Linked DNA regions of Mus musculus: all the other regions are linked to region 2. The links are chromatin contacts, called in public HiChIP or PLAC-seq and promoter capture Hi-C maps. All regions are on one chromosome and are shown on one strand. The core of a region is the stretch at or near the end of the contact, and the rest is flanking DNA. Distances in the headings are between cores, read along the strand shown. Region 1 holds the start of Cort (cortistatin). Region 2 holds the start of Clstn1 (calsyntenin 1). Region 3 holds the start of Spsb1 (splA/ryanodine receptor domain and SOCS box containing 1). Region 4 holds the start of Pex14 (peroxisomal biogenesis factor 14). Region 5 overlaps Kif1b (kinesin family member 1B).

Evidence for each region. Promoter capture Hi-C pulls out the DNA fragments that hold promoters and counts their contacts. HiChIP or PLAC-seq counts read pairs in DNA pulled down with a chosen protein or histone mark. Capture Hi-C pulls out chosen DNA fragments and counts their contacts.
Region 1: a promoter capture Hi-C map of adipose tissue shows a contact between it and region 2. The contact joins the promoter of Cort here to the promoter of Clstn1 in region 2. A contact is called at or near these places in 6 of 39 promoter capture datasets (the HPC-7 cell line, HPC-7-derived erythroid cells, cranial neural crest and 4 more), 3 of 484 Hi-C or Micro-C datasets (cerebellar granule neurons and embryonic stem cells), 5 of 115 datasets of contacts at active chromatin or transcription factors (craniofacial prominence, embryonic stem cells, large pre-B cells and 2 more) and 3 of 9 other capture datasets (adipose tissue, liver and pancreatic islet).
Region 3: a contact with region 2 is called in a promoter capture Hi-C map of adipose tissue. The contact joins the promoter of Spsb1 here to the promoter of Clstn1 in region 2. A contact is called at or near these places in 6 of 39 promoter capture datasets (the HPC-7 cell line, cranial neural crest, liver and 2 more), 3 of 115 datasets of contacts at active chromatin or transcription factors (embryonic midbrain, pancreatic cancer cells and stem cell-derived neural progenitor cells) and 2 of 9 other capture datasets (adipose tissue and liver).
Region 4: a contact with region 2 is called in an H3K4me3 HiChIP or PLAC-seq map of embryonic stem cells, with 3 times the contacts expected there. The contact joins the promoter of Pex14 here to the promoter of Clstn1 in region 2. A contact is called at or near these places in 6 of 39 promoter capture datasets (the C10 cell line, cranial neural crest, hippocampal neurons and 3 more), 5 of 115 datasets of contacts at active chromatin or transcription factors (embryonic stem cells, large pre-B cells, pro-B cells and 1 more) and 1 of 9 other capture datasets (embryonic stem cells).
Region 5: a contact with region 2 is called in a promoter capture Hi-C map of hippocampal neurons, with 2.4 times the contacts expected there. The contact joins the enhancer-like site here to the promoter of Clstn1 in region 2. A contact is called at or near these places in 9 of 39 promoter capture datasets (the C10 cell line, cranial neural crest, hematopoietic stem and progenitor cells and 4 more), 2 of 115 datasets of contacts at active chromatin or transcription factors (both in embryonic stem cells) and 2 of 9 other capture datasets (adipose tissue and embryonic stem cells).

Annotation. Positions count from the first base shown.
Region 1 is chr4:149,124,339-149,128,527 of GRCm38.p6, forward strand. It overlaps Cort (cortistatin), which reads right to left and starts at 2,425. Exons shown (of 2, transcript NM_007745.4): 1 at 2,189-2,425; 2 at 696-1,135. The coding sequence starts at 2,308. The coding sequence ends at 926. It overlaps Cenps (centromere protein S), which reads right to left. Exons shown (of 5, transcript NM_027263.2): 5 at 4,011-4,189.
Region 2 is chr4:149,584,847-149,589,442 of GRCm38.p6, forward strand. Clstn1 (calsyntenin 1) reads left to right here and starts at 1,622. Exons shown (of 19, transcript NM_023051.5): 1 at 1,622-1,926. The coding sequence starts at 1,836.
Region 3 is chr4:149,953,397-149,957,601 of GRCm38.p6, forward strand. Spsb1 (splA/ryanodine receptor domain and SOCS box containing 1) reads right to left here and starts at 1,610. Exons shown (of 3, transcript NM_029035.2): 1 at 1,457-1,610.
Region 4 is chr4:149,096,446-149,101,276 of GRCm38.p6, forward strand. It overlaps Pex14 (peroxisomal biogenesis factor 14), which reads right to left and starts at 3,398. Exons shown (of 9, transcript NM_019781.3): 1 at 3,327-3,398. The coding sequence starts at 3,362. Gm46722 (a long non-coding RNA gene) reads left to right here and starts at 1,542. Exons shown (of 3, transcript XR_003955172.1): 1 at 1,542-2,694; 2 at 3,000-3,135; 3 at 3,232-3,333. It also overlaps the pseudogene Gm9506.
Region 5 is chr4:149,218,428-149,223,015 of GRCm38.p6, forward strand. It overlaps Kif1b (kinesin family member 1B), which reads right to left. Exons shown (of 49, transcript NM_001290995.1): 26 at 3,800-3,937; 27 at 2,115-2,363. Among named protein-coding and RNA genes, the nearest start is that of Pgd, 54 kb to the left of the region's middle. Within about 2 kb of position 1,769, at least 59 of the 459 cell types and tissues checked have an H3K27ac peak or open chromatin away from gene starts, as enhancers often do. A contact at or near this core is called in hippocampal neurons, where this site is marked.

The DNA.
Region 1 (4,189 bases), core at 1,175-3,674, 460 kb before region 2:
AGCCACACTGCCCGGTGGGAAACTTCTGTCAGGAGACCTCTTTCCTCACCAAGTAAAATCAATGGGAAGAACTAACAAATTCATATTACTAATTAAAACAGCTGTGTAACGAATTTGTCTATAACTTTTATAAGCATGTCAGCATGGTGTCAGCTTAATAGCATAACATTAGTTTTAAAATTAGTTTTAGCTAAAATATGAGGAATAATCACCACACAGTGTTGCTAGCTTGCTTGTGAAGTTCACAGTGCCTGCCGAGGATCAAATCCAGACCCAGGGCACGCGCTCTGCCACCCTCGGGCCAGAAGAGACTTTTCATGCTGGACTGAAGTGGGCTGGATGTGGTGGTACATGGCTGTATCCAGCACTCAAGAGACCAAGACAGGCTGGGAGTTCAGGACCAACTGGGCTACATGTAAGACCCTACCTCCAAAAGCTAAGAATAAACTCTGTTTTGAACTCTTAAATATACAGCCTTGAACTGGACATATTCCCCACACTTGAGGTAGAGGCAGGAAAATCATTTTAAGGTCACTCATAACTACATAGGAGTTCAAGGCCAGCCTGAGCTTAGACAGACCTTTTCTCAAACACACACTCAAACACACACACACAAATGCGCGCACGTGCATGTCGACCAAGAGAAGACATAACCCTCACCTCCCAGCACCAGGAAGGGGACGGAAGCCCAATGGTTCTGCTGATTGGAGCAAGAGCCACCACCATTTTATTTGGAGGGGGTCACTGAATCTCCAATCCCTTAGTTGACCTGTTGTCGGTAGCGAGCATTACTGAAACCAATGATTCTCACAGGGCAGGGGAGGCAAAGCTGACATAAGAAGAAAGCTCCCCGCTGATTGACAGTCTTTATTCAGGTCTCGTTGGCATCTCACAGGGTGGCCAGGGTGCTATGCCCAGGGTGGGGTTACTTGCACGAGGAGAAGGTTTTCCAGAAGAAGTTCTTGCAGGGCTTTTTATCCAGGTGTGGGGGCTGTTGGGGGGGTGGCCTTTCCTGGCTCTTGGACAGCCCGGGGGTACCCCCTCCGACGGGGGTGCTGGAGCTGGCTTGGGAAGCCCACTCGTGCCACCAGGCAAGGAAAGTCAGAAGGCCGCTCCTCCCCTCGGTGGCTTCCTGCTGTGTTTTAGAGAAGCAGATAACAAAGGAGAGAAAAGCAACCACTCACCACTCACTCACTGGGACTCACTCAGCCTTCGGATATGCCCCCCCACCCCCACCCCCCACAGAGAGCAAACTGTTCCTTAACAAACCACACTCCCTCAAAGTCAGAGTGAGACGGACTCTAGAGAAACTGCTCAGTGGAGAAAAACAGACCAGTCCAATAATAATAAATAAATAAATAAATAAAAATGCTGATTTTTTTCAAGCATGGTAGCAGAGACCTTTGGACTCGGCAGTCAGGAGGCAACAGCAGATAGAGTACTGTGAGCTTGGGCTAGCCTGGGCTACACACAGTGAGGCCTTATCTTGAAAACAAATAAAGTGCTTTAACTTCTACCTTATAATCTGTGCTGAGGTCCTCAGCTCTGAGACTAGGAAAGCTGTCAAAATGGCTGCCAGCTGAGAGGCCCTGGGTCCACAGGCTCTCCCACCTCCACACATCCTCCTGGATGTTCAGAAATCAGAACAGACTGAGTCGCTAAGTCTGGGCCTTCTTTCAAACTCCTCAGGAAGTTTCTAGGAGTACTCTGATGATAAACGACCCATCTGAAACTCATCTGGTGATCTCAAAGAAAAATCCACTTTTAATGGTCAACTTTATGGACTCTTTCTTGGAACTTTTTCAAAAATGGAAAAAAGAGAAAGTAAATCATTTGATGAAATTATAAAATTTACACCATGGAGAACAAGAGGGCAGGAATTATTTGAGCGAGTGAGAGTATAGCTGTGTATATAAATTAAGGCTCTGGAAGTCCGTGTGACTGGTCTCACGGCAGAGAAGACGGTGGAGCGCTGTGACAGCTGGAAGCAATCCCTGTCTCCAAAGCAGACACCAGCAGAGAGGAGTCCCTGACAGACCCAGGCTAGGAGAACTGAGGGCAAACAGGGACCAGGGGTCTGAATGGGGCGTTGTAAAATCCTAGGGACACACACACACCACAACACAGAACACATCATGCAGGACTGAGTGGTCAGAATTACAGAGACAAACTGAGCAGGTGCACTCACCACACTGTCCTGGCCAGTAGGGCCACTCTCCAGGGGAAGGGCGGAGGCTGCGACCCCCCAGAGCAGCAGCAGCCCGAAGGCTGAGGGCCACTTGCCTCCTGTGCCTCGGCCACCCATCATCCTCGGACGTGCTGAGGTCTGTGCTTGGTGGACGAGGGTCTCTTCTGTGGTGTTTTAAGCTCTAGCACCACCTGCTTGGGGGTCTGCACTCGTTCATTGAAAACCTACACGCCTCTCCACACTCACGCGGTGACGCACAAGCCGGAGCAATCAGCTCTCACAGAAAGAAACATTTGTGGGGTTGGATTTAGCCCCTTAATTAAAGACTCGGGACTTTTCCTGTGTTTGGAGTGAATCTGCTCTTATTTTAGAACACATGCGCGCTTGCTCTGGGAGTTCTGCTTCCTTGTGATTGTGCCTGTGGCAAGCAGGAAGCCATCAGAACAAAGCCGGGTGATTTAACAGAATATGAAATCAGGCCTGGGTAAAGAGCTGAAGATGTGGGGTCTTACCCAGGAGAAGCAAGACTGCAGGCTGGGACGCAGCTCAGCTCAGCCCAGCACGTGCCTACCACGGTTCCGTCCATCCCCGGAGCTAAAAGCAGGCATGTCTGAATCGGCTACGAGCAGAAGTAACCAGGTACAGAGAAGACCCAGGGTCACAGGATGGCCCCAGTGTTCACCAGGTCGCAAGGAAGGATGAACCAAGAGCATGTCCCAGACTGCCCTCTGCCCCAGGCTAGACCTTTGACTCGCTCAAGTATAGATGCGGATGCAGAAGAGAGACGGGACCAAAGGCCTTCTGCATCTCAGTGCCACGGACGCTGTCCTGGGCCTCTCAGTGACATGCACACTTGCAGAGTTCCTGGTCTAGGGCTTTCCAAGATGCCCAGGTCAGCAGTTTGCACATTTCTTTAAAAAAAAAAAAAAAAAAGATAGAAAGAAACGAGGCCAGGAAGATGGTTCACTGAGCACAGCAGTTGCGATGCAACCCTGGTAACCTGCAGCTCCACTCTGGCCCCCAGATAATGGTAAAACGGAAGAACACACCGGTTCCTAACAAACTTGACCTCTGACCCACACTCCCGCTGTAGCACACACGTGCATCTCCCTCTCCCCGTCATAGATACCATTTTTGAAAATGTAGACATGCACGTCGATAGACTGGCCAAGTGTAAGGGATGCTTTCTTTGTATAGGTCACAGTCACTTCCTGAGAAACCTGGACTCGGCCAGCTGACAGCCCACTTCCTTCCCAAGACAGTGACAAAGTCCTGGGCCACCTCCTGGCCCTTCACAGGTCCAGGTTGAGAATTGTGGGGATGTGAGGGATGGACCCCGCATATGCAGACAGACCTGAAACCCCATCTCAGACACTAGAGAACACCAAGATCCAAGGGAGGCTCGAGACTGAAACAAAGCAACTGAAAGTCGGCTCCTTCCAAAGTAAAACACGCCCCGCTCTAGAGACCTTCCCGAGGTCCCTCTTCCACCATGGGGTGACGCTCAGGTCATCAGGCTTTGCCTACACCCAGCGAGCTATCCCTCTGCTCCCCTACCACTCCACAAGGGAAAGAAGGCAGGCCCTGAACACCTTACATCCTTCAGGACACAGCAACAGTAGGACAGGGCCCTTGGGACACTCCAGACTTTCCCTTCAAGCAGACATCTCCTCGGGAGAGCCAAGGCTTAATTCTATAGACCTGCTAGAAAAGCCACAAAGCCCTGCTTCTGAAATCAGCCCTGAAGAGTAAGAGATTTCATTCCCAGGGACCACCAGTCACCGCGATGGAGGCTGAGACCTGAAGCCACAGCAGCCGGGCTCAGCAAACACAGCTTTATTTATTCCCAGGGACCACCAGTCACCGCGATGGAGGCTGAGACCTGAAGCCACAGCAGCTGGGCTCAGCAAACACAGCTTTATTTATTCACCCTGCTGAGACCCGCATTCGACCTGGGAAATAAACAGTGAAGGACTAAGCTCACCCCGACAGCCAGCACAG
Region 2 (4,596 bases), core at 372-2,871:
GGGGCAGGAACATTCCAGGAGGACTTCTTGAGGGAGGCAGTCCTGACATTCTCAGGGCAGGGGTAAAGGAGGCTGGGTCAGGGGCTGCTGGCTTTGGGTAGGAATGGATTTGGGTGAAGACACCAACAGCATACTCTATGCTGTGTAGGGCCCAGCTGAGGTGGGAAGTCTTCCCAGAACTTCCTAGAGCAGCTGAGGTGGCCAAAGGAAGTCTCTCAAGAGTCAACAACAACGTTGGTTGGCAGGTGCAGCCGCAGTCAGACATCTTTGGGAGGAGTGCTGGGGCGTGGTCTAGAGGTGGGGACAGGTCAGGAAACAAAGGACAGAGAGGAGAGTTTCCGTTACAGTTTGCTTTGACCCTGTCTCGGTAGGTCGGTTGGTCTGCGCACAGGTCACCGTACCTCTCCTCACAGCTGTTGAAGGTCTTCCTGTAGCGTCAAGTCCAAATCCTCTGTCCTGCCGTGTCCAGGCACCTCAGTCTACCTCTGTGGGCTTCTTGCCCAAACTTTCCTAAACAATGCTCTCTCTCCACAGGCCATACTCCACCCAGCCTGGAGGGCTGTCCGCCTTCCTCACCCTCTCCCCAAGCTGGCCCACCAGCACCCCATCCTCTCTCAAACACGCCCTGGACATCGCTGGCGACTCTTCCAACAGTGGCCGAAATAACTGTTGCAGGGCTGTTGAGGTTTGTGTTGTGGGTGTCTCCCTAATGAGGCCACCCTGCCCTCCAGGGCTGATGACTCTCAGTTGTTTGACCTGAGAAGGCATTTCACTTTCCTCAGCTGCAACACAGTGTGCTCACCGAAGCCCACCGTGACTCTGTCAGCCCTCTCCTCTAGAATAGGGCAGTGTGTGTGTGTGTGTGTGTGTGTGTCTGTTTGTCCATCCAGATTACAGGAGACATACAAGGAAAAGGGACAGACTCCAGAGAACCCTGCAGAGAACCCCAGAAAGGGCCCTTCTTTTGACTCTCCATATTCCTAAAGGGTACTTAGCATCTTCTTTATCGCGCTACAAGGCTATAAATAAGCGACAAAAGGTTTCTACGGTAAATCAGGAGTCCCTGGAGACAAAAGTCCCTTTCCAAACCCCCAGACTGGAGCTGGAGAACAAGTACAGCCACCCTAGGCTTTTACCAAACTCACTGGGATGAGTTGTGTCCCTGCAACCTTTCCTGAGCCCACAAGCTTTGCTCATCACCTCCACTCGGCAGAGGAGGTCACCGAGGTGCTTGGAGGTGACACCGCTTGGATGAAGTGGCCGGGTGCTGGAGCTCTGAGGCCCTAGGATCTGCAGTAGGACAAGTCCTTAGGTTCGGAAACCAAGGAGCGGATCCCCAGGTGCCTTGGGGGGCTTCCAGGTGCAGCGTCCAGGGGCGCGCGCGAGGAGGAGGAGTGGATGCTCCGGGTTGGCCGCGGGCAGGGGGCGCGTCCAGCGGGTCCCTCCCGGTTGCTCCCGGGCCAATCTTCCTCGGCGCGTCCCCGCAGGCGCGCACCCAGGGCTCAGCCTGTGGGCTCGCGCACCCGCGGAGCGGGGAGCGTGCGCGCGCGCTCTCCCTCCCCGCCCCGCCCGCCGCCACCCCGCCCCCGGCCGGGTACCCTCGCCGGACCCGAGAGAGAGCGCCGCCGCCATCTTAGCCGCCGCCGCCTCCAGCGCAGCGCTGCCGACGAGGGGAGGGCGCGCGCGGCCCAGCAGCACGGCGGCTGCCGTTCCCATCCCGGTGCTCGCCGCGCCGCCCAGCCGCCGGCCCCCGGCTGCCCGCGCCCCTCTCGGCGTCCCGCGCGACTCCCTGCTGCTTCCGCGTCGGGCCGGCCGTGGCGCCCCGAGCCCGAGCGATGCTGCGCCGCCCTGCGCCCGCGCTGGCCCCGGCCGTCCGGCTGCTGCTGGCGGGGCTGCTGTGCGGCGGCGGGGTCTGGGCCGCGCGAGGTAAGCGACGGGGCGCGGTGAGCCGGGTGCGGGAGTCAGAACCGAGTGCAAGGTTGGGCCGAATGCAGAAGTCATGCGGGGCCGCGGGGTTCGGGTCGGGGCCGGGTGCGGGAACCGTGCTCGGGTGCAAGGTGGGGGGCTGAGTGCGAGGGTCATGCGGGGCGGCGGGGTTATGGGCAAGTGCTGCAGTCCTGTAGGGCCTCTGGGTTCTGGGCCGAGTGCGGGACTCGTGCCAGAGCCCAGGGTTCGGGTCCTAGTGCGCGCATTGTATCAGGCAAGGTTCGGGTCCGAGTGTGGGGATCGTGCCGAGGCCCAGGGTTCGGATACGAGTGCGCGAGTCATATTGGGCAAGGTTGGGTCCGAGTTCGGGCATAGTAACCGGGTGCAAGGAGGTGGGCAGAGTGCAGGAGTCGTGCAGGGCCGCGGAATTTGGGTCCGAGTGTGGGAATTGTGCCAGGGCTGAGGGTTCAGGTCCGAGTGCGCGCGTCGTATTGGGCGAGGCTCGGATCCCGGTGCGCAGATCGTCTCCAGCAAGGTTCGGGGCCCAGATCGTATCAGGTGCACAGGTACAGGACCCAGTGCAGGAATAGTGTCAGCGCACAGGGATCGGTGCCGAGTGAGGTAGTGTTGCTGGGGCGCGGGGTTCCGACCCGACTGTGTGACTGATTGCCTGGGAGCGGGGCTCTGGGCTGAGTGCGGAACATCGAGCCCGCTCGCTACGTGAGATTCAGGTTCAGGCGCTCAGAGAAGAGCTCCGGAGAACCTAGGCGCGCGCTGCAGATGCCTGGGGAAGCCAATTTTGTACCCGGGCGGGGCACCTGGGCCATGACTGCCCTAGTTGTAGCCCCAGGGTGCTTGAGGTGCTGGTCTGGGGAGATCTGGGGACACGCGGTGGGAGTTAGCCCACTTTCCAGTAGCGCATGCAGCCTGGGGGGTGCGCCCCTGGGTGGGATGCAGTGTACGTGTGTTGGATGATCAGCCCAGGGATGCACGCAAGGATTTTGGTGTGTGCTTACATAAGATTCCACTCCTCCGCATCACTTTCCCAAGATCCCGGTTCTCTGCTGCGGCTAGGTGGACACCACGACTTCGCCCCTTTTCGCCTCCTCTCCGCGTCCTTTAAACGCGGTTTCGGAAGTAACAGAGGCGAAAACTCCTCTTCCTTCCCACCCTTTTGCCCAAAGACGAAATTGAGAAGGTGTTTGTGATCACTTTTCATCCACCAGTGTGAACAAAGCGCTCGTCCGCTGCACCTTTACTCAGAGTAGTGTACCGGACTTGTATGACCACCACAGAGACCAGCCAGCCCCGCTAATTCCTTAGGAGTGTGGGAGGCAAATAGGATTTTGCTGTTTTAAATCTTCATCCACTTCATCTAAACATTGTACCTGCCTTCTGATATTGACCGAGCTTGCCACCAAAACTGCTTACGCATTGCAGATAAAGCCTTCTGAATGGAACTTGAAACCGTAAACATTTTTCCTGGTCTTAAAGTAGTCTAGGTAGATAGTCTGTAGAGAGTGCTCGAATCTATTTTCTTCAAGTGTATATTTTGGAAATCAAAAGAGCTTTGTGGGAGGAGGATTGATAGAAGTCTGGGTGAGATGGTCACGTAATAACTTTGCAAGCTTTAAAAAAAGATTGCCTTTTCTGCTTGGCCTGACTTAGGAAAGTTGTGTTCACAAAAAAGGGCAGAAGAGGGCAAAGCATCCTTTGTTCCAGCGTGCCACACAGAGGGTGATAAACTGAAAACTTCTTTTATTCCATCTAGAACATTCTGTCCATTCTTGTCAAATTCAGCTCCTTGCCACTAAGTATCTAATTACCGTGCATTTGATTTTTTTTTTTGAAAAGTTTCAGCAAACCAAGTATGAAATGAGGTTTGAAGCCTGGTCTATTTAAGAGGAAGAAAACTTGGTTTTGCTTCTTTTGGAAAAAAAAACCAGCCCATACATGAAAGGAGGGGAGGGCTGGGTTGGGTATTTTGGAAACAGTTCAAGTAATGTTTAGTTGAGTTGGTAATAGCATCGCCTGCTTGAATTACTGCTTTTAAGGTGTCTTCCTGCATCTACCTACAGTACTGCTCATCTTTTAGTTACTTGGGTAAACCATGGTCAGGCTCACCTGATTACCCTCATTATGGCTGAGAGGAATGTGAAATTTCCAACGTCTTACAAAGTAAAAATGTTTGAACATCAGTTTTTCTTTTGCATTTACCGTTTTTTTTCCAGCTTGCATGGTCATGAATATTCCATGACATGCTAATAAAACAATTTCAGTTTGAAATGTTACAAATGAGTTTTATATGTAAATATGCGGTTTCTGGAGGCACTTTCCCTGGGCTCATTATTCCAGTGAACATCTGAGTCCTCCCTGCAACGTTGGTGCTGGGGACGGAGCCCAGGGCCCGAAGGCTGGACAGGCATCTGCTCCTGAGCCACACTGCCCCTTCAGCATTCCCGTTTGTTTCTTGTTGCAAGATGGAATGGCATAAACTGTTTGTTGGTCAGCCTCCATATGCCTTCAGTGATGATGAGTGAGATAAAGGTCATATGCGGACTTATAGTGAGAATGACAGCTATCCTAATATAAAATTGCACTGGACTATTAATTAGCTGTTGTTTGTTTTGTTTTGTTTTCCCCCCTATCTTTGAGATAGTCTCACTCTGT
Region 3 (4,205 bases), core at 360-2,859, 370 kb after region 2:
GGCAATCCCACTCTCTCCTAGAGTCTAACAATTAGGAAGAAAGCCAACTCCCTCCAGGCCATCCTACCTCAGCGTGTGTGTGTGTGTGTGTGTGTGTGTGTGTGTGTGTGTGTGTGTGTGTGTGTGAGTGTGTGTGTGTATGTGTGTGTGTGTGTGTGTGTACCCACATACACACACACACACACACATACACACACACACTCGTCGGCGATCCTAAACCTTCAAGGACACCAAGCCTTCATCATGGGGGCTGGCGCTCTTACCATAAACACCTGTTAAAACTCAGCTCATGAGCAGTTTCTGATGTTACTAACTAAAGTGTTTAATTAACTATTACTCACTCAGGAAGCAGCTTCTGCCAGCTCACCACCACACTGTACAGCTTGAGTTCAGAGAAAAAGAGAGAGGAGCCTGAGCCCCGCTCAGCTGGCAGGAGCTTCCCTGGAAAGGTGCCAGCCAGCACTCCAGCAATACCCCACTTACCAAAACCAACCAAGCAAGGGGAGTTATACTCCACAACCTTCCAGAGCCAATGGCCAGCCCCACTACTGTTCACAGACAGGCAAGAACATTTAGGAAACACACATATTCACAACGATACACAACAACAGACACGAACAGAAACTCACAAGGTCACACTCTCATTCGCAAAAGCACACACAACTTCCTGGCTGGCAAACATCTTCACAGGCACCATTTGTGAACATTCAGTCTTTGCCATGGCACATCCTTAAACTTGGAGATTAGCAAGTCCTCGCACACTCGTCAGGCGCGGGACAACTCATCCTCTGCTCTACCATCCGATTCAGGCTGCTCTTGTTTCTCTGTTTCCATCGATTTCCTGACATAACCTCGGTTGCCCGGAGAAGCATCGGCGGCTCCGGGGTGGCTGGCGCCGCGCGCAGTGTCACCAGGCAGTCTCCCAGAGAGAGGCGCTACGGGGGCCGGATCGGGAAGGGGGACTAGGGCCGCTACAAATCAGAGCCCGGACTGGCGGGAAAAGCGAAACTAACTTAACTCAGCAGGGTCGCGATGCATGGGGCAGAAGGGGTCCCCTCGACTTTGGCGATGGGAGTCCCCCTCAACAATCAGAACCCTAAGGCGCCCTGGGACTAAGGAGAGCCCCAGGCCTCTTTCTCGGTTTGCAGCCTAGGCTCATCTTAGGGAGCGACTGTCCCCGCTCCACTGAGGTCCCCACCCAATGCCGCCCCCGCAGGTGGGACCCCAGAGCCTCCGCAGCAGAAGCGGCAGCGCACTGGGCGGCGCCCGGCCCCTCTCCGGGGACCCAAGATCGATCATGGCTCCACGCCGGGTGCCCACCCTATGCCCACGCTCTGCCCCGCGCCCACCCTCTCAGTTCTCTCAGCGTGGTGGTCCCCGTGTCTCCCCCATCCCCGGATCCCAGAGCCCGAACGCGCGCCCACCCAACCGGTCTTCGGTGTCCCATGCCGCCTACCGCGCACAGAGAGGCCGCAGCTCTTGGAGCTCCGGAGGCTCGCGGTGCCCAGGGCCGCGCCCGCTGCAGAGAGCGAAGTCGCTTCCTCCCCGTGGCCCCGGCGCCAGCGCCTGGAGCTGGTTCCTGCAGCAAGCGCGCGGGCCGCTCGAGCGCGACTCCTGCGCTGAGAAGAAAAAGCCACCGACAGCTCTAAGGTGGGAGGGCGGAGAAAAAAGAAGGACGCGCCGTGGGCGGGGCTTGTACGCTCCACCCCGCCTCCATTTGCCCTGCCACGCCCCATGTCACGCTCCTTCACCACGCCCCGCCTCAGGTCACGCCCTTTTTATCGCAACCCTCCCTTCTGCCTGGCGCTCCTCACAGCCCTCCCCTCCGCACTTTCCCGCTTAGCCCCGCCCTACACCACGCCCCTTCTCCTGCCACGCCCCTCTACTTTCCGACCCAGCGCTGGGTTTCCTAGCGTTGAGCGGCGCTGGTCGCCCGAGAGCCCGGAGCGCGCAGGGCTCTGAGGCAGGGCAGGCTTGGGGCTTTGCGAACTCTGTAGCCCCCGATACCACCTTCTTGCAGAAGGGCTGTAGGCTCAGACATACATCGCTCTGCCTTGGCCTCTGCAGCAAGAGCTTTGATTCCTCTGGAGAAGTTTTTAGGAAAGGCTGGACCTAAGGCCAGGATCATAATAACAGAAAACCTGCGCGGGGGCTGCGGTGGTGTCCAGCACTGTATTGAGGAGCTGAGGTTCATTCTTTAGGGAAAAAATGTTTGGCAGGGTGAGGTTATAGCAGTAATCACAGGAGCAAGATCTTGCTTAACTCGTTTGAAACTCCGGGTTAAGGTTCTGTAATGCTGTCGTGCAAAGGAACTGTCTATGAGTCCATGTGTAATCCGGCTGCTCTATACTTACTGTTTCCGCGCTCATGGAGACAGACAGGCAACTCAGAACTTCAAGACCCCGAGGTCCTGGTCGCATAGGCGTCCACAGTACCTAGACAATGAGTTTAGGATGGCACAAGCGACAGGGACTTCACATTAAAAGTACACCGTTAGAAGCTCTAGTCTGAAAGGGATTTTCCTTTCCCGTCATTACAGAAGAGAGTAGTCACAGGTGACTGAGGGAATTTTCACTCCCATCTTCGCGATATCCCCTTAAGATCTTCCCACTCCTCACCCATACGTGGGGAGGGATGCTAGAGAAGTTGCTATAAATACTGTGGCCGCTGAAGTTATTTAATCACTCACTGTAAAGACCCGAAGGGCCGGAGGCTACTGTGTAGATTCCAACCACCTCACTGTTGCCAATTTTGTTTGAAAACACAGAAGCTTCCAGACTGCTATGGACAAGGTGGGTCTGCGTGGGGAAAGCGGCCTCTCCGGGGCGCTATTGGCTCTTCGAGCAGGCAGCCTTGCCGGTGACTCAGGGGGGTGACTCCCTCCTGTTGGACTCTTCAAAGTCTGGGAATTTGAAGCATTCCCTGTGAGCACGGCAGCCACTGACCCATATAGCTTGGAAAGAGAGCATGTTCCATATGTTGAGCGAGAAGTACGTGTCCCTTATCAGGTGTGGTCGGTCACCTCACAGGGCAGGTACTGCAGCACTACACCTGGGACTATGTACTCTCTTCTAAGACTTGTCTTTTGCCTGGGGGAAAGCTTCCAGAACAGATGGAAGCTGTTTCAAATGGTTAGAATGGCAGCTGTCGGGGGGGCTGGAGAGATGGCTCAGTGGTTAAGAGCACTGACTGCTCTTCCAAAGGTCCTGAGTTCAAGTCCTAGCAACCACATGGTGGCTCACAACCATCTGTAATGGGATCTGATACCCTCTTCTGGTGTGTCTAAAGAAACCTACAGTGTACTTATATATAATAAATTAATTAATTAATTAAAAAAAAAAGAATGGCAGCTGTCCATTTGGGTCCTCTTAGCTTTGACCCCAAGAAAGACAGCTCTCAAAAGGCTTGAATATTTCTCTATCAGCACTCCTGAGTTCTGACCCTGTTGGGTAAATGGATACTGATGGTCTGAATATCTAAGCTTACCTGACAGTCATCGTTCTTATCCCTGGGACACCGGGAAGGTGGGCTAGTAAATCTCCGTTAGTCATACAGCAGTGACTTCGGTGAGTCAGAGCACTGTGAAAGAGTCCTCAAAGCCGGAATGTGAGGGGAAGGGGCGTGATCCTATTGTTTGTTGAAAAGTCATTAGCTCGCAATAGCTGATACACCAGCTGATAAATACGATCGAAAGGTCGGCTGATGATTGCTTAAGCCTGAGTCAAATCAGGCCCCAGGGGAGGAGGAGGCTCTGGACTCCCAGTTCTGTTCACGCTGCCCCGAGACCCCACTCCCACATCTTGTACATCATGGGTTCTGTTGATATGATTTGCTCACTCACTTCTCTAACCTTCAGAAAATGATAAGGATGGATGATTAGGGAACAAGCCCTCACAGAATTGCTCTCTCTGATGTTAGTTTGAGGTCTAGCTAGAGGTGTCTTGGATAGTTGGGGCCCGCAGGGAAGAACCCTGCCATTCTTTAAAGGGTACAGGGCCCTTGTCTTCTCTGAGGCCCCTTGCATTAAGACCAGCCTAGCGTAAACCCAAGAACCTTTGTTCACCCACTGGGTGTCCTTGACCAAGATACTTAACCTGCAGAGACTCGATTTGTTTGAAGTTAATTTTGTGTGCATGTCAGTATATGCAATGTACATGTGGATACAGCAGCGTGCCTACAGAGGTCATGACAACCTCAGGCACTGG
Region 4 (4,831 bases), core at 2,148-4,647, 490 kb before region 2:
TGGTACTGTGTACAGCAAATGTTTGCCTCCCAGATGGAGAGGGAGCTCAAAGTGACCCAGGTTCTCAAAGAAGTTTCCTCGAGCCACAGCTATTCAAGTCACAGACATCTCAGGAGGCTGCGGGGCAATGTATGAAGTTAAAATCGAATCAGAAAAATTTAAAGAGGACTGTCCAGCAGCACCAGATGGTCAATCAGGCACTAAAAGAAGAGATCAAGGGCACGCGCGGCCTTCGGACAGTCACCTCTGTCCCCAAGTGCTGACAGCTGATTCCTCACGCTTAAAACATGGAGTGCACTTCACTCAGCAGTATTTTAGAAAATCCCTGCCCACCTACAAAAATATCTATTTTTTGTTCATAGACATTTCTATATTATAATTATGGGAGATATGTTGTCTATTTAGAGTTAATTAAAGTTCACAGGTGCCTCTTGCTGAGAGAAGAAGGAAGGAAGGAAGGAAGGAAGGAAGGAAGGAAGGAAGGAAGGAAGGAAGGAAGGAAGGAAGGGAGAAAAAGAGAAAGAGAAAGAGAGAGAAAGAAAGAGAAAAAGAAAGGAAGGAAGGAAGGAAGGAAGGAAGGAAGGAAGGAAGGAAGGAAGGAAGGAAGGAAAGAAAGAAAGAAAGAAAGAAAGAAAGAAAGAAAGAAAGAAAGAAAGAAAGAAAGAAAGAAAGAAAGAGAGAAAGAAAGAAAGAAAGAAAGAAAGAAAAACATTGTAAGTAGATTTATGGTGACTGGAGAGATGGATCAGGAGGTAAGTCCTGCATAAACATGAGGACCCGACTTCAACCCCTAGAACCGACATAAAACTCGAGCAGAGACACATGCCTGTAATCCCAGCACTGGAGAGGCAAAGATAGGAGGCCTGCTGGGCCTCACTGGCCGGCCAGTCTAGCCAAATCCATGAACTCCGGGTTCCGAGAGAGAGGCTGCCTCACACACAAAGAGCACTTAAGAGCACCGGTTCCTCTTCCAAGGCCTCAGGCTTGCTTCCCAGCCTCTGCATGGGTTTCACCAAGTCTGTAACTCTGATTCCACAGGGATGTGTGTGTGTGTGTGTGTGTGTGTGTGTGTGTGTGTGTGTGTGTGTGTCAAGAAGCCCTCTTCAGCCAAGAGTGGTGGCGCAAACCTTTAACCCCAGCACTTGGGAGGCAGAGGCTGGCATTTCTGAGTTCGAGGCCAGCCTGGTCTACAGAGTGAGTTCCAGGACAGCCAGGGCTATACAGAGAAACCCTGTCTTGAAAAACCAAAACAAAACAAAACAAAAAAAAAACCTAGAACTCAGTGGACCTGAGTTGCATGTCTGTAATCTCAGCATCCAGGAGGCTGAGGCAGGGCTACACAGGGAGATATTATACATACACATATATAGGTAGGTAGATAGATTTATTTATTTTTATTTATATGAGTACAGTGTCACTGTTTTCAGACACACACCAGAAGAGTTCATCGGATCCCATTACAGATGGCTGTGAGCCACCATGTGGCTCACGGGAACTGAACTCAGGACCTCTGGGAGAGCAGCCAGTGCCAATACTCTTAGCCACTGAGCCATCTCTCCAGCCCCATTCATAACATATTTTTTAAGTGTGTATTTGCAGTGTATTGTTAGATAGTGACAGGACAGGACAACTTTTTCCTCAGGCTTCCAGCACATTCTGACGCAATGTCATCTGTCAGCTCTGGAAAGGAGGGCAAAGGAGAAACAGGCTCAACCCACACAAAGGTGGCCAAACCCTGAAAGACCTTGGACCTCCAGAAACTGTGGACACAGTTCAATCCCTACAGAGGTTTGAAAAAAATTCAGACCCTGAGGCTCGCTGCAGTTTAGCATGCGAGGTGGGATACCACAAGAAAGGAAGGTCCCTCTTTCAGACACTGCAGAGTCCAGAGTTGGTCCTAATTGTTTCCCATGCCTTACAGCACACACATTCCTCCTGAATCACTCACACCACTAACAGAGGCTGATCTGAGTGTCCAGCGCCTTTAAGTGTGATTCCCCCTAATCGACTTATCACAAGTAGAAAGGCAGTAAGACTCTAAGTAGTAGTCCTCTGCCTAGGAAGGAAGGGAAATATCTGTAAGTGGTTTAAAACTCTTTAAGGTGCTTCAAGATGTTGACAAATGAATGATGAGCTTCCCAGGCTAAAAATATTGCTCCTCCTAGGTCTATCCTAATCACATTGAAACATAAGATAGCCAGAGAGCAGAGACACTTCTTCGGGAGCTGAAATCAAGGCCCGGCGGTGCACGTGATTTAGGGCTCGCTACAAAACCTTGCTACCCACTTCTGCACTTTACTAAGAGAAGAGAGACTTAAGATAAGCAGCACTGCCCTGGGGCCAAAGAGAAGGCTGAGCAGGCAAAAGGCGTTGCTGCTAAGCCTGAGGACCTGAGTTCCATCTGAGATCCACATGGCGGACGGAGGGGGGAACCGTTTCCGGCAAAGTTGTCCTCTGCCTCCCACCAGCACCATGCTGCGCACATGTACACAAAAATAAACAAAAAATCAAAAGTAAACATAACTTGCCCTCTGCCTGCCAGCACACTGGTGGTAAAACCCTCTCCACATCCCACTCCGCCTTTGGCTTAGAAACCCCTTCCGAGGCCATATCAGCACGACTTCCAGGCAGCCCAAGCATCAACAGTGGCCCTCACTGTCCCACAAGCGAAGCGGGATTTGGTTAAATCTGCAGGTGAAGAACTCGGAGGGGAGTCCTTGGCTAAGACAACCAAACCCAGCCAAGCGAGGGTTGGATCCTCAGCTAAAGCTCAGTGGCGTCTGTTATTTAAAGTACGTCCCCTTTCTACTAACGCACTGGGAGGGAAGGAGTCCTCAGAGCGGCGCCCCAACTTGAAAAGGAAAGAAAGCCCCATGGTGAATGAAGCCCCAGATGCTGGCACTTTGGGGGCTGAGGCCGTGGGAGCGGGAGTCGCCAGGCCCCTCCCGACAGGGGACAGCCGGGTACCAACGAGCCTTCCCCACCTCTCTCTCCTCCAGCAGGGCCCTGCAGCTGTGTGCTGAGGACCTAACCGGAGCCCGCCACCCTTCCTGACCAAGCCCAGAGGGCTCCGAGGGGTCGCCGAGCGGGAAGCCAGGGCCTGAGACCCGGTCGAGACCCCGACCCGGGACTGTGGTGAGAGCGGGGTCACCGGGGGAGGAGCCGGGCCGGGAGGACCGGAGAGGGGCGGGGCCCAGAGAAAACACTAAATCGGGGGTCCTCCGCTTCAAGGCGTCAGGGTCGCCGCCCCACTGCCTGCCGCGCGCCCAGCGGCGCCCCAGCCGCGACCCCTGACAGTCGCGACGGGGCAGTCCCACTCCCCTCACCTGGTTCGGCTGCTCTGCCTGCTCCGACGACGCCATCTTCCTCAGGCCTGACTAGTCGACCGCCGCTGGCCCAAGTTTCTCCCAAGAGCGCTTGCACTAGTTCTCCCGACTAGACCAAAGTAGAAGGTCCCGAGCATGTCGATGGGGGCGGGTTCCCGGCAAAAAGGATTGAGTGAGACTGGTGTCCCGGTTATCTTGCAGTTTACAGGAAAATCCATAGTTCAAATTCTTTTTAAAAAAATAGAATATCTCTTGTTGTTGTTGTTTTACATTGTTGATGTATAAACGCTGTGGTTTAGGCACATCTACTCCTAATTTTCTCCCCCTACTCTCCCCACATCACCCACCAGGTTCACCCTCTTTTTAAAATAAATTTACATGTTTGTATGTTTAGACTTGTTTGTTTTTGTTTTCTAGACAAGGCCTCACGTAATTCAAAGTAGCCTCAAACTTTCTATGTAGCCCTAGATGAACTTCTGATCCTCCTGCCTCCACCTCGAGGTGCTGAGATAACAGGCGTGCGCCACACATTTTTATTCTTGAAGTAAATCTCTCCCTATTCTCATAACATCGTGGGCACATTTAGGGACTACTTATTTAATAAACACATGAAAATGTAAGTTAAAATTTAGCCATTCGACCGGGCACTGGTGATGCACGCCTTTAATCCCAGCACTTGGGAGGCAGAAGCAGGCGGATTTCTGAGTTCGAGGCCAGCCTGGTCTATAGAGAGAGTTCCAGGACAGACAAGGCTACAACAGAGAAACCCTGTCTCGGAAAAAAAAAAAAAAAAAAAAAAAAAAGCCAAAAAAAAAAAATAGTGTAGCCATTCGGTACACTAGTATTCGTTAAGTACCTACTGTTTCTCAGAAGCGTTCATAAACTCCAACAACACTCTGCAGCTCGCTCTCTCTCTCTCTTTTTCTTTTTTTTTTTTTTTTTTTTTTTTTGGTTTTTCAAAACTCTGTCGTAGCCTTGGCTGTCCTGGAACTCACTCTGTAGACCAGGCTAGCCTCGAAAATTTGCCTGCCTCTGCCTCCCAAGTGCTGGGATTAAAGGCGATCGCCACCATGCGTTCTGCAGCTCTGTCTTAAGAAACCCATGTGTTGGGGCTGGAGAGATGGTTCAGTGGTTAAGAGCACTGACTGCTCTTCCAGAGGTCCTGAGTTCAAATCCCAGCAACCACAAATAAATAAATAAGAAATCCATGTGCACAATAGTGCTTTCTCAGGCTGCCTCTCCTCTGTATTAGAACTGACATCTCAAGATGGGGATATAGCTTAGTTGGTAACACATGCATAAAACCTGGGCTCCAGCACAATGACTACGTGGTACAGTGGTGCACAACTGTGACCACAGCACATGGGCTATATGCTGAGTTCAAGGCCAATCTAGACTATGTAAGGTTCCCGTTGGTTGGTTGGTTTGTTTTTTAAATTAAAAAAAAAAATTTATACAGGCAGAAGACTGGAACACCCAGACTTTGAGAACTGGGGACATTTGAG
Region 5 (4,588 bases), core at 519-3,018, 370 kb before region 2:
AAAAACGGAGAACTCTTCTTCCCTTTACTCACTGCTGTTACCTCACCTTCTCCCAGTATCTTGTGTGGTGATAGGAAATCAGCACTGACTTCTCTCCAGCCACATCACCAAACCTCAAGCCCCTTTTTGAAAGACAGTGTTAGTTCTAGAACCCAGAAATCCAAACAGAAAAGTCAACTCCTGAGGCCATAGCTCCGCAAAAGTCCACACGTCCTTCAACCTAGTGAGTGGCCCCATTGGGGAGGAGTCTGCCTCAGCGCTTTCACAAAGCTGACCTAAGATGCAAATGCTCCCAAGACGGAGTCTTTTTTTTTTTTCTCACTATGTAGCTCTGGCTCTTCTGGAACTCACTATGTAGACCAGGAGTTTGAATAGGAATCTGCCCGCCTCTGTCATGTGCCACTATGCCTGGTCCTAAGCAGAAGTATTAATGGCTACATTCATTTTGCTAGTATGGGTAACAGAATATAAATGATGAAGGGAAAAAGGATTTCTTAAGACCCTTCTTCCCTCCCCCAACTCATTTGAGTTGCTTGTCCTGAGTTAGCAACAGAGATGTCAGGACCCACTGTGTCAAGATTCTCCTGACCAGGCCACATAAGATGACATCATCTACTCCTCACACTGTGGTGCTGTAGAAGACGGCAGACAGACATGACTAACTGCCACCTTAGAATAGAATGGAAAGCCGGGCAGTGGCGGCACATGCCTTTAATCCCAGCACTTGGGAGGCAGAGGCAGGCAGATTTCTGAGTTCAAGGCCAGCATGGTCTACAGAGTAAGTTCCAGGACAGCCAAGGCTACAAAGAGAAACCATGTCTTGAAAAACCAAAAAAAAAAAAAAAAAAAAAAAGAATAGAATAGAATGGAAATACATTGAGGGACACAGAAATCTAGAAAATGAAGCACCATTTGTACATACTTTTCTTAATTTTAATATAAATAAATTGACTTCTCTAAATCCTAATACTGGCAATCCCACAAGCAAACAACACTTGTGCTCATGTAATCTCAGCACATTTGCTCATGGAGGACTGTGCGTAAACTGCAGACTGCCTTATTAACTTAGGTGCTCACTTCTCTGAAAGCTTTCCTTTCCACTCTTCCATTATCTCCTACAGTGAGTCCCCCTAGGTGTCGGATACCACGTGACAACCAGGCTTTAGTCCTGTGTCTCTGCCGTGTGAGGAGACTCACTGCGCTGTTGTGCAGCCGGTGCTGAGCATCCAGCAGTGACAGAGCCTTTATTGTAAAAGGGCTCAGCATTCTGTGCTTCTTATGCATTGTTAATCCTGATCTTTTTGTTTTGTTTTTTTTGAGACAGGGTATCATGTATCCCAAGCTAGCTGCAACCAGGTATAACTTGAAGCCAAGTACAACCCTGAACTCCTAATATTCCTGCCTCCACCCCAGCCAAGTGCGGAGACTGTGGGTGTGCACCACCACATCCAGCTTATGGCAGTGAGCATTTTATTGTCAAATTTAAAATTACTTTAATCTGAAGAGGGGATGCGGATGATAGAAATACCGGGAACCTCTGCCTCTGACAGAGAGATATGCACAGCAATAGCGGGAGCAACGACCTCAATGTAAAGCAGTCTCGTGTACAGCCAACAAATACTGATGCTGGTGATAACTTCCTGAGATTCACAGAAACCAACCAATTGTTCCTGGCAGAAGCCCAAGATAGGCTCAGAACACAGCACGGCAGCCATCATTGCCAAGAGAGAGCTAGGCACTCCTATTCTTTTGTATGACCAAGCCCACTGCATTCCTTTAGCTTCTGATCTAAACTCCCCAGCCTGGCCTCGGGCTTGCTGTGCCCCTGCTAGTGCTATTCCTTACGCTTCAATAAGCACATTCTTTTAGAGATGAAACATCTGAACCACAGTCACGTTAACTGAAACAACCACCTCTGAGTCTTAGCTAAATTACTGGGCAATTTGGGTCAAGCCGTCCTCCAGGTGGTCTTCATAAGCTGCTGTATAGAGTACTAAGTAGATTGTGCCTTATGGATAGATAAGGCCTAGGCTTTCTTTCTAGCCAAAATTGCACAGAGGCATTTAGAACAAGAGCTGGTCCCTTTTGGCCTTTCTCACAATGACCTCACCAACCTTCCTACTAAAATGAACCAAGGGGATCGGTCGTAAAATGGGTCATGCCCATCACTGAAGAGCTCTGATCCCTCTTCCGTCCCTGCGTCAGAGCCGGTGTCATCCACGAATGCCTCATCATCAAAGTCCTCCATGGCATCCTGCTGCTCGTCAGCCAGTTCAGTGATGTCGGAATCGGCCGTGGAAAAAGTGGGGGAGGGTGTGCGGTCGGCAAGGCGCTCATTCACACAGCCGTGGAAAATAGGGGAGCTAGACACCAGGTAAGACGCCGATTAACACAGGCAGGGAGAGAGGAATAGTCGGTTAACAGGATGCCCAGGTGCCAACAGGACAGAATGCACTGACAGAATCATCACGGTAAAAAGCAAAAGAGCAACAGGAACACAGGCTGCACGGTTCAGGCAAAGGGATCGGGGCAGGCTGAAGAGATCTACAAGGAAAGACCCTCAGAATAAGGAAGGCAAAGAGCATCCGTGAGTAGACCATCTCAGGGAAATATCACACGACACATGTTTATGTTCTCAGTTCACACAGAGGATGAGCACCCTGTCCTCCGGGAGCCACTCAGGACAGAGATAATAAAATAAGGCCTTAAGTGTCTGAGTTCTCTTGTCTGTGTGCTGAAGCGGCTTGAGTGAGCTGTGTCTGCACAGCCCACGTCTGCAAACCCTAGTCCGCTATCAGAGTGGAGTGGAAAAGGCTGACACCAGCAACACCATTTCTGGGTTTCTTACATACCAACACAGGGCATTTACAGTAAAGAGTAACTCAAAAGTCTGAAACCAGGAAGCTCAAAGGTCACATTTCCTGGGACTGGGAGAGAAGGTGAATGGTTAAAGGCACTGGGTGCTCTTGAGGAAGGACCCAGATTTGGTTCCCAGCACCCACAGAGTAGCTCACAACCATCTGTAAGTCCAGTTGTGGGATTCAGTTCCCTCTTCTGGCCTTGGTGGGTATCAGGCATGCATATGGCACACAGACAGCATGCAGGCAGAGCACCCATCCACATAAAGTAAAATAAACCCTCTTAAGCATTCGCGATTCCTTGCTTTTACATGTTCAACCTCTTAAGGCCAGGTTTCTGGAACTCCACAGGGGCATTTTGTTTTCACAGAACGCTGAACGTGATGGAGGCAGAGACCCGAAGAGGCCGCCTACCCTGGGGTGTAGTTAACCTGCCCCGGGCAATGACTACAGAAAGACAAACTCTTCTAAGAGAAATCACAGAGGACCAGTCAGGTTCTGGGAAACAACTTCAGTCTGGTAGCACACACTGTGATGTCTACTTAAAGTGTACAGGAGTCAGAAACAGTTTCTTTTCTTCTCAATTTTCCTTGATCAACTATGAAACATGTTGTGAGAAAGTTAAGAGTCCGGGATGGCTGTCAAATACGCTGGCTACAAAGTATGACATAAAAACTATGCAGACTGTGTAAAACGGAGGTAAATACTTTAAACCACACATTGGTTCTGATTAACATTAAGAGAGAAGGTGGGTTTCTGGGTTTGTTTGTCTTTTTTTTCCAATGCTACTAGGAACTGAACCTGGAACATCAGGGGTGAGCTCCATCCTGGCCTGAGAAGGGGCATTTTGCACCCCTTCCCCCTGTATACTTTCTACTGACATTTAAAAAGTTAAAAGTACTTGTTATTCATTTTTTAAAAACAACAAAACTGTGACATACCTTCCCACAAGTTTGAACCAGTGGAACCGATCGTAGAATGGGTCGCTGCCGGTCATGGTCGTCTCGCTGTCATCTTGGGCACTGGAGGCCACCTCCCCTGCCCTGTCATACATCTCTCGCATCAGATCCAGTCTCTGCCTATTGAGCGGATATGGGGTACACTGAGTTAACACCATGAGACGTCACTATAACTTTATTTTGGAAACTATCTGCGTGCCAGGTATTTTAAGAGGTTGCTCGTGTCACTTAATGCACAATGCATAAACAGAAGCACAGAAACCCGAATTCTCAGCATCCAGAACGCGGGAGTGGAGAAAGCCACCAAAAGTCAGCAGAACGTAGAGTAGAACATGTGTGTGCACACCCGTGAGAGCAAAGGGGGGGGAGAGGTAGAGGGGAGAGGAGGGAGAGGGGAGCGAGATCTATCTGCTTAAACCTACAGCCACAGAAGAAAGTAGCTCAATGGTGGCTGACATCTCAGACATAGCTCCACAGCGAGAGAAACAATCACTTCCTGGTTTATTACAAAGATGATCCTGAGCCCAGGACTAAAGTTAGAGGGATCATGCCAGATCCAAGAGAGAAAGAAACACAGAACTAACTGGCTCATTGAAATTTATAAAGGTAAATTTAAAAATCAACAAATATCAAAGTTGTCTGAGAGGTGAGCTTTGCTGACTTTAGGAAAAAGATGAATGGGTAATAATATTGTTAACTGGTCACAGCACTTAGAAACCACAGAGAAGGAACTGATGCCATCCTCAGAGAGAGCTGTGATGAGGGAATCCA